Linked DNA regions of Mus musculus: region 2 is linked to region 1. A link is a contact called in public ChIA-PET data. All regions are on one chromosome and are shown on one strand. Each heading gives the region's core, a stretch centred on a gene start, on an enhancer-like site or on the middle of the called end of the contact. The rest is flanking DNA. Distances are from core to core; before and after follow the strand shown. Region 1 holds the start of Ifi213 (interferon activated gene 213). Region 2 overlaps Aim2 (absent in melanoma 2).

Region 1 (2,700 bases), core at 155-2,654:
TGTGTCCTCAACCTACCCTAGAGGACTTAACATAATTGGTTAATTAACATCTTTTGTCAAGTTTTTTTTAACACATACATCTAAAGGTTACCATTAAGACATGAATTCATGGAAATTATAAAATAAATCCTTTTTATAGTAACTAATAAGGGCAAATTTTTCTATATTAGCATTGTCTTAATTAGAACCACAAATAAAAATTCTTCTCAGAAAATCAAAATAATGAAAATAGTTTACCTCCTAGAAATAGATAAGTGTTTTAATAATAGAAAGTCTAATAATAACTTAAAAACCAAATTTTTATGCATGATTTATTTATCTTAATTTCTAAATGAACAGGGTTGTAACTTTTGTAAAATCTTAGAAAGTCTGGGCAGCATAATTAATACACCTAGTAAGTGATAGATCAACCATAGTGCACAGAGGGACTGCAGAAGAGTCTAAAAGTGTGAAGTATATATCTAGTTCTGATGAACCCTCCAACTCTTTTCTAAATCTTACCACCAGAATACAAAATCAAAGAAAACTAAAAAGACAAATAAACCAAAGCAATTAACTTTCAGGATGATACAGATTAACAATGTCTACAATTCCACCATATCCACTTGAAGTAGAAGTGAATGAAGACCATTTAATGTGCTTCTTGAGTCAATAAAACCCCAGGTTTGCAATCACTGTGAATCTGGGACACCTTTGACCACATATGCCCATTGGTGCCCAGACTATGTATGGTTGCAATACTAGATAATGCAGCCTGAGAGCTAGATGCATTTTTCACTGGGTATTATTACCTCATGACAATTTTTCCTGTCACAAACACGTCTTTTGCCCAGCCATTCACTACAACCACCAGGTTCTAAGCACTCTCCAGCCAAGAAAACAAAAGCCCTCTTCTTATTCACTTATCCTGACTTACCTAAAAAAACGTGTATTTTATAATCTGAAATATGCCCCTTTTCGGATCAGTCTTACTGGTGGAAGAATAAGGATGCCTAGCATATTTATGAGCCAAGGACCTGAATCCAGATACTGCAGATTCACTGCTCAGTGTAGCAGCCACCAGCTTGGCTTCCTTCTCTCTCCACCAAAAGATCAACAGGGATTTCACCTGTAGTCGTGTGCATTCACAGAGAAAGCAGGGGGAGGACTCACCTCTTCAGAAAATTCTTCAGTGGTATCCAGTTTTGCAGGGCAGGAAGCAGTGAGTGAATGAGCAAGTGAGCAAGTGAGTGTGTGTGTGTGTGTGTGTATGTGTGTGTGTGTGTGAAGATAAAAAAGTAAACAGTAAATCTCTCAGAAGGTGATACAGAGGATTTTGTAATCTCCTGAAATTCTGAGAAAATAAAGTGTTTTCAGAGAGAGAGATGGAAAGCTGACACTGGGTAGAGTCACTGCTCAGCTGCTCAGACTGAGGGGAACTGGTTTCTCATCCTGTGCTACTTTGTGGGGAGTGGACAAGGTTCATAGCTTTCGATTTCCTCAGAGACGGAAACTCAAGAGTTTCCTTCTTGTAAACAATAACCAAAAAAGTCAAAGAGAGCTAGTTACACTCAGGATGTTTCTTGCAAATCTTCATAGGTACAAGATTTAGATTTATAATCCTCATGTCCTACAGGCTTGCAAAAGGATCCCTAGGAACCTTCATTCCTTTGAATGAAGGTGAAAACTTAGACCAAAAAAGCCAAGTCACCAAGCCTCTTCTTTCTTTTCTGCTCAGGACAGAGTCAGTATCAGGAGATCTTTGCTGTGTTAGTTGCCTGCTGCATGTAAATGAGTTTCAAGGAAAATCTAAGTGAAACAGCTCCTGGTTTAAGTCATCCCTGTAGCATCTATGCATCCATTAGTAGCTCCCAAGACCTAGACTTGCCAGAGCATAACATTACAAACACACAACTCCAAGCTGCAACCTCAAATAGATAGAAAGGCATTTGGCTTTATCTACCTCCCTCTTGATTATAGAACTAAGCTGTCCTCCTTCAATGGTGAAGTAAATGTTTCCTCAGTGTCTCTACATTATTCACTGGTAAGCACAGGGAAACCTGGGTCCTGGGAGTCAGTGGGAAACCTCGAGCTTTGATTGAGATTATGGGCTGAAATAATGCTTGTCCTGCTACATTTTTTCTGAAATGGAGAGTTCAAGGATTAAGGATTGCTGTAATCCTGAAACATGGAACAAATGGCATCAAGCAGCAGATAATGATATTGGAGCCTGCCAGCTGGTCTGCAAAAGAGGATGATGCCATAGCTAGGTAACCAGTCACCTGGATGAAAATGATGGGAGTTAAATTGCTTTCCAACTGCTAGTCTTGGGCAACTTCTGGATGTATATGCCTTTGATAGTAGAACAGTTGGGGGAATCACCATCCCTGACCTCAAGATTTCTTACAGAGCAATAGTGATTCAACCTGCATGGTATTAGTACTGAGACAGACATGTTGATCAATGGAATAGAAATGAAGACCCAGAAATAAAACCACACACTTCCCATCACTTGATCTTGATAAGCCAAAACTATATAATGAAAAAAAAAAGAAAGCATTTCAAAAACGGGTTTTAGTCTAACTGGCTGTCTCTATGTAGAAGAATGAAAATTGACCCATATTTATCACCTTGCACAAAGCTCAAGTCTAATTAGATCAAGGACCTCAACATAAAATCAGATACACTGAATCTAATAGAAGAGATAATGGGAAAGAGCCT
Region 2 (2,950 bases), core at 347-2,846, 160 kb before region 1:
TCCAACATGTTCCTATGTCACCTCTGACTTCATTTTTCACTGGTGTCCCAAGTATGAGTCACACTAAGCGGACATGGTAAGCAATCCTGGTAAGTTGAGCATGGAATGGCTTTATGGATATTAGTAAAACTCGTGCACTTAACAGTTGTGGGTTGAGGTCTCAGTATATCGCATTCTCTTTGCTCATTGTTAGTTTTTAAAATATGGACTTGTGTAGCCCAAGTTGTCCTTGAAGTTCCTTTGTAGCCAAAGATGGTTTTGAAGTGACCTTGCCACCTCCACCCCTTAAGTGCAGCACCATGGCTGGCTTGATTTTTACATTGTTTATAAACGATATCTGAATATGCCCTATGCTTCTATAGCTTGCCTTTTTATGAAAATAGCAGAAACAACACAAAAATTTCCTAATACTAGTAATAGTGCACAGTGTTTGCTATAATATAATGTTTTATATTTGTCTTAGTATTTTATTGTCTTTCTTAGTCTTTTAACTATATAAACTCTTTCGATGTTCATAATGTTCCCCACCCCCACACCCACCCCCGCCACCAGATACACTCAGGTAGTCTCATGGAGTAGGTACTTCATAAGACCGTGAGACTTAAGGTCATCCAAGCTGATGTTTATTTTCATTTGTTTGATAGGGTGGCAGATATCATGAACTTCTGTGTCTTATGTGACCATGATGGGAAAATCATGGAATCCTGGCTTTGGGCTTGGGCGATGAACTGTAGAGATCAAATGAAGGGGGTGCACAGAATGGCAAGATTTCCAAGGCAGCAGGGTTCAGTACAGGGGGTTGAGGGATGTGAGGAAGGCCTGACCACTGACCTGACGGTCCTAGGCATATGCCCCTGCATGAGAGCAGGGACAGCTCACACTAGAAACAAAGCCTGTGTGCAGGCAGAAGGCAAGGGGAACCTTCCACTTGGTAGCAAAGCTGTATGATCCTGCGGTTTCAGAAGCTTACAGCTTTCTCAAAGGCCAGTATCTCTGCTTTGTTCCTGTCTCTGTTCATCTCTGCTTCAGGACAGTATGGCCCAGCATCCGCCAAGCAACCTAGACTAGAAGTCAGGATACGAGGGGTGAAAATTATAGAAAATATCATAGGAAAATCAGGCAATAGCCACCTGTATGCTTCCTAAATCTTAGTAGAACTTTTAAGATCTGAAACCTTCCACTCGCTGCCTTTATTGAGCTATAATTCACAGATAATGGGTATGCGTTAACAGGACACAATGTAGTATCTTCATGTGTACATATCTTGTGAAATGATAATCATAGAACAAAATTAATCTGTCTGTCTGTCTCTGTCTCTCTGTCTGTCTGTCTCTCTCTCTCTCTCTCTCTGTGTGTGTGTGTATGGTGTATGTGTATGTGTTTGTGTGTTTGCCTACATAGATATCTTTTTACCGTGGGTATAGTGAGAACCTTTGAGATCTGTCTTATTTTCTCAAGTTTCAAATGTATGCTACACTATTGATCCCCATCCTCCTTCTTTATCCTGCCTTCTGGTACCCCCTAGCTTGTGCTTCTGTTCTCTAGTGCTCTGACCTTTCTTTCTCAGTCTCCCTCCCTTGCTCCTCTTTTGCCCAGTGCCATGGCTCCCTGAGTCTCTAGGGGGTGCTTCCACCTCACCTCCCTCCTTAGCCACATCCTCTCCACAGCATCAGTTGCCATCTGCATTCTAATGCAGTTTGCATTATCCAGAGTTCTGACCTTTCATCTAAGCTCCAGGTTCATAAATTCAATTAAATCTCTCTATTTACATATCTCATGAGTACCTCAAATTTAACACTTCTTGCACGCAGCCCACATTCTTATCACCTGCCCTGCCCTGCTCCTCCTCTTCCTGTTTTTCTGTATCAATGACACTTTTTGAATGCTTCCCTGACCCAGCATTTTGGGTTTAGCCTTCAAATCTCTACCTCTTTTAAATAGGTTTTTCTTTTCCTCCTCCTCCTCCTCCTCCTCCTCCTCCTCCTCCTCCTCCTCCTCCTCTTCTTCCTCCTCCTCCTCCTCCTCCTCCTCCCCCTTCTTTTTTGTGTTTTTACTGGGCACATGTCACATTTGGGACTTTCCAGCATCTTACAAATAATTCACATGTAATAGTCCTACCTCCCCAACCCAGAAGTAAGTCCAACTTTCAGCTTCCTTTGCAGTGCAGATGGCTGGAGCAGACAAGGGCTTGCCCTAACGGGTGCTTTCCAGATGAGATTTGAGTCTGACGTCTTTGGTATAAGGACCAGAAACATGGAGGGCATAGCCCTTGCCAATATGGCTCCTTTAGGCGTGATTAGCTTTCAGGCAGCAACTGAAATTGCAATAGGATTGCTGACACCGAGGCAGCATTGGTGCTGAAGTTTTAGCAGTGGCTGTGGAGACAGATCCTGGCATTCTGCAGGTGACAGCAGCAGTGAGCTTCCTCCTTCAGAACAGTTTCACTGTGTGGTTTGATGTGTGGGTGGGGGGAGGGGTGGGGAGCCTTTTTCTGTGAGTTTAGACCAGACTTTGTTCCTTTATCCTTTACTGATCTCTGAGGTTATTATTTTTAAGAAAACAAGACTTTATTAAGCTAGCTGGAGTCAATTCTGTTGTTTGCAGCAAGAATCTTGAGCAATTTGATGTTATTGATCCTTCTGTGGAAGGAAATTTAGGTGTGTTTTGAGCTGTGTAACAGGTTCAGGGAAGGATGGGATGAACAAGAAATAGGAACCATGGGGTTGGAGAATTGTAGGATCCACCATCTAGGGTTTGATTAATCTTCCTGTATCCTTAAAGATGGTTTGTATCAGTGGAACAACAATATGAACTAACCAGTACCCCAGAGCTCTTGACTCTAGCTGCATATGTATCAAAAGATGGCCTAGTCGGCCATCACTGGAAAGAGAGGCCCTTTGGACTTGCAAACTTTATATGCCCCAGTACAGGGGAATGCCAGGGCCAAAAA

What was found. ChIA-PET counts read pairs in DNA pulled down with a chosen protein or histone mark.
Region 2: an RNA polymerase II ChIA-PET map of memory CD8 T cells shows a contact between it and region 1, with 213 read pairs. The contact joins the enhancer-like site here to the promoter of Ifi213 in region 1. A contact is called at or near these places in 2 of 15 datasets of contacts at CTCF or cohesin (CD8 T cells and large pre-B cells), 5 of 115 datasets of contacts at active chromatin or transcription factors (CD8 T cells, effector CD8 T cells, fibro-adipogenic progenitors and 2 more) and 3 of 9 other capture datasets (adipose tissue, liver and pancreatic islet).

Annotation. Positions count from the first base shown.
Region 1 is chr1:173,597,868-173,600,567 of GRCm38.p6, forward strand. Ifi213 (interferon activated gene 213) reads right to left here and starts at 1,405. Exons shown (of 6, transcript NM_001368798.1): 1 at 1,153-1,405.
Region 2 is chr1:173,439,100-173,442,049 of GRCm38.p6, forward strand. All of the region lies in intron 2 of Aim2 (absent in melanoma 2), which reads left to right. Among named protein-coding and RNA genes, the nearest start is that of Aim2, 20 kb to the left of the region's middle. Within about 2 kb of position 1,597, at least 79 of the 459 cell types and tissues checked have an H3K27ac peak or open chromatin away from gene starts, as enhancers often do. A contact at or near this core is called in CD8 T cells, effector CD8 T cells, memory CD8 T cells and 1 more, where this site is marked.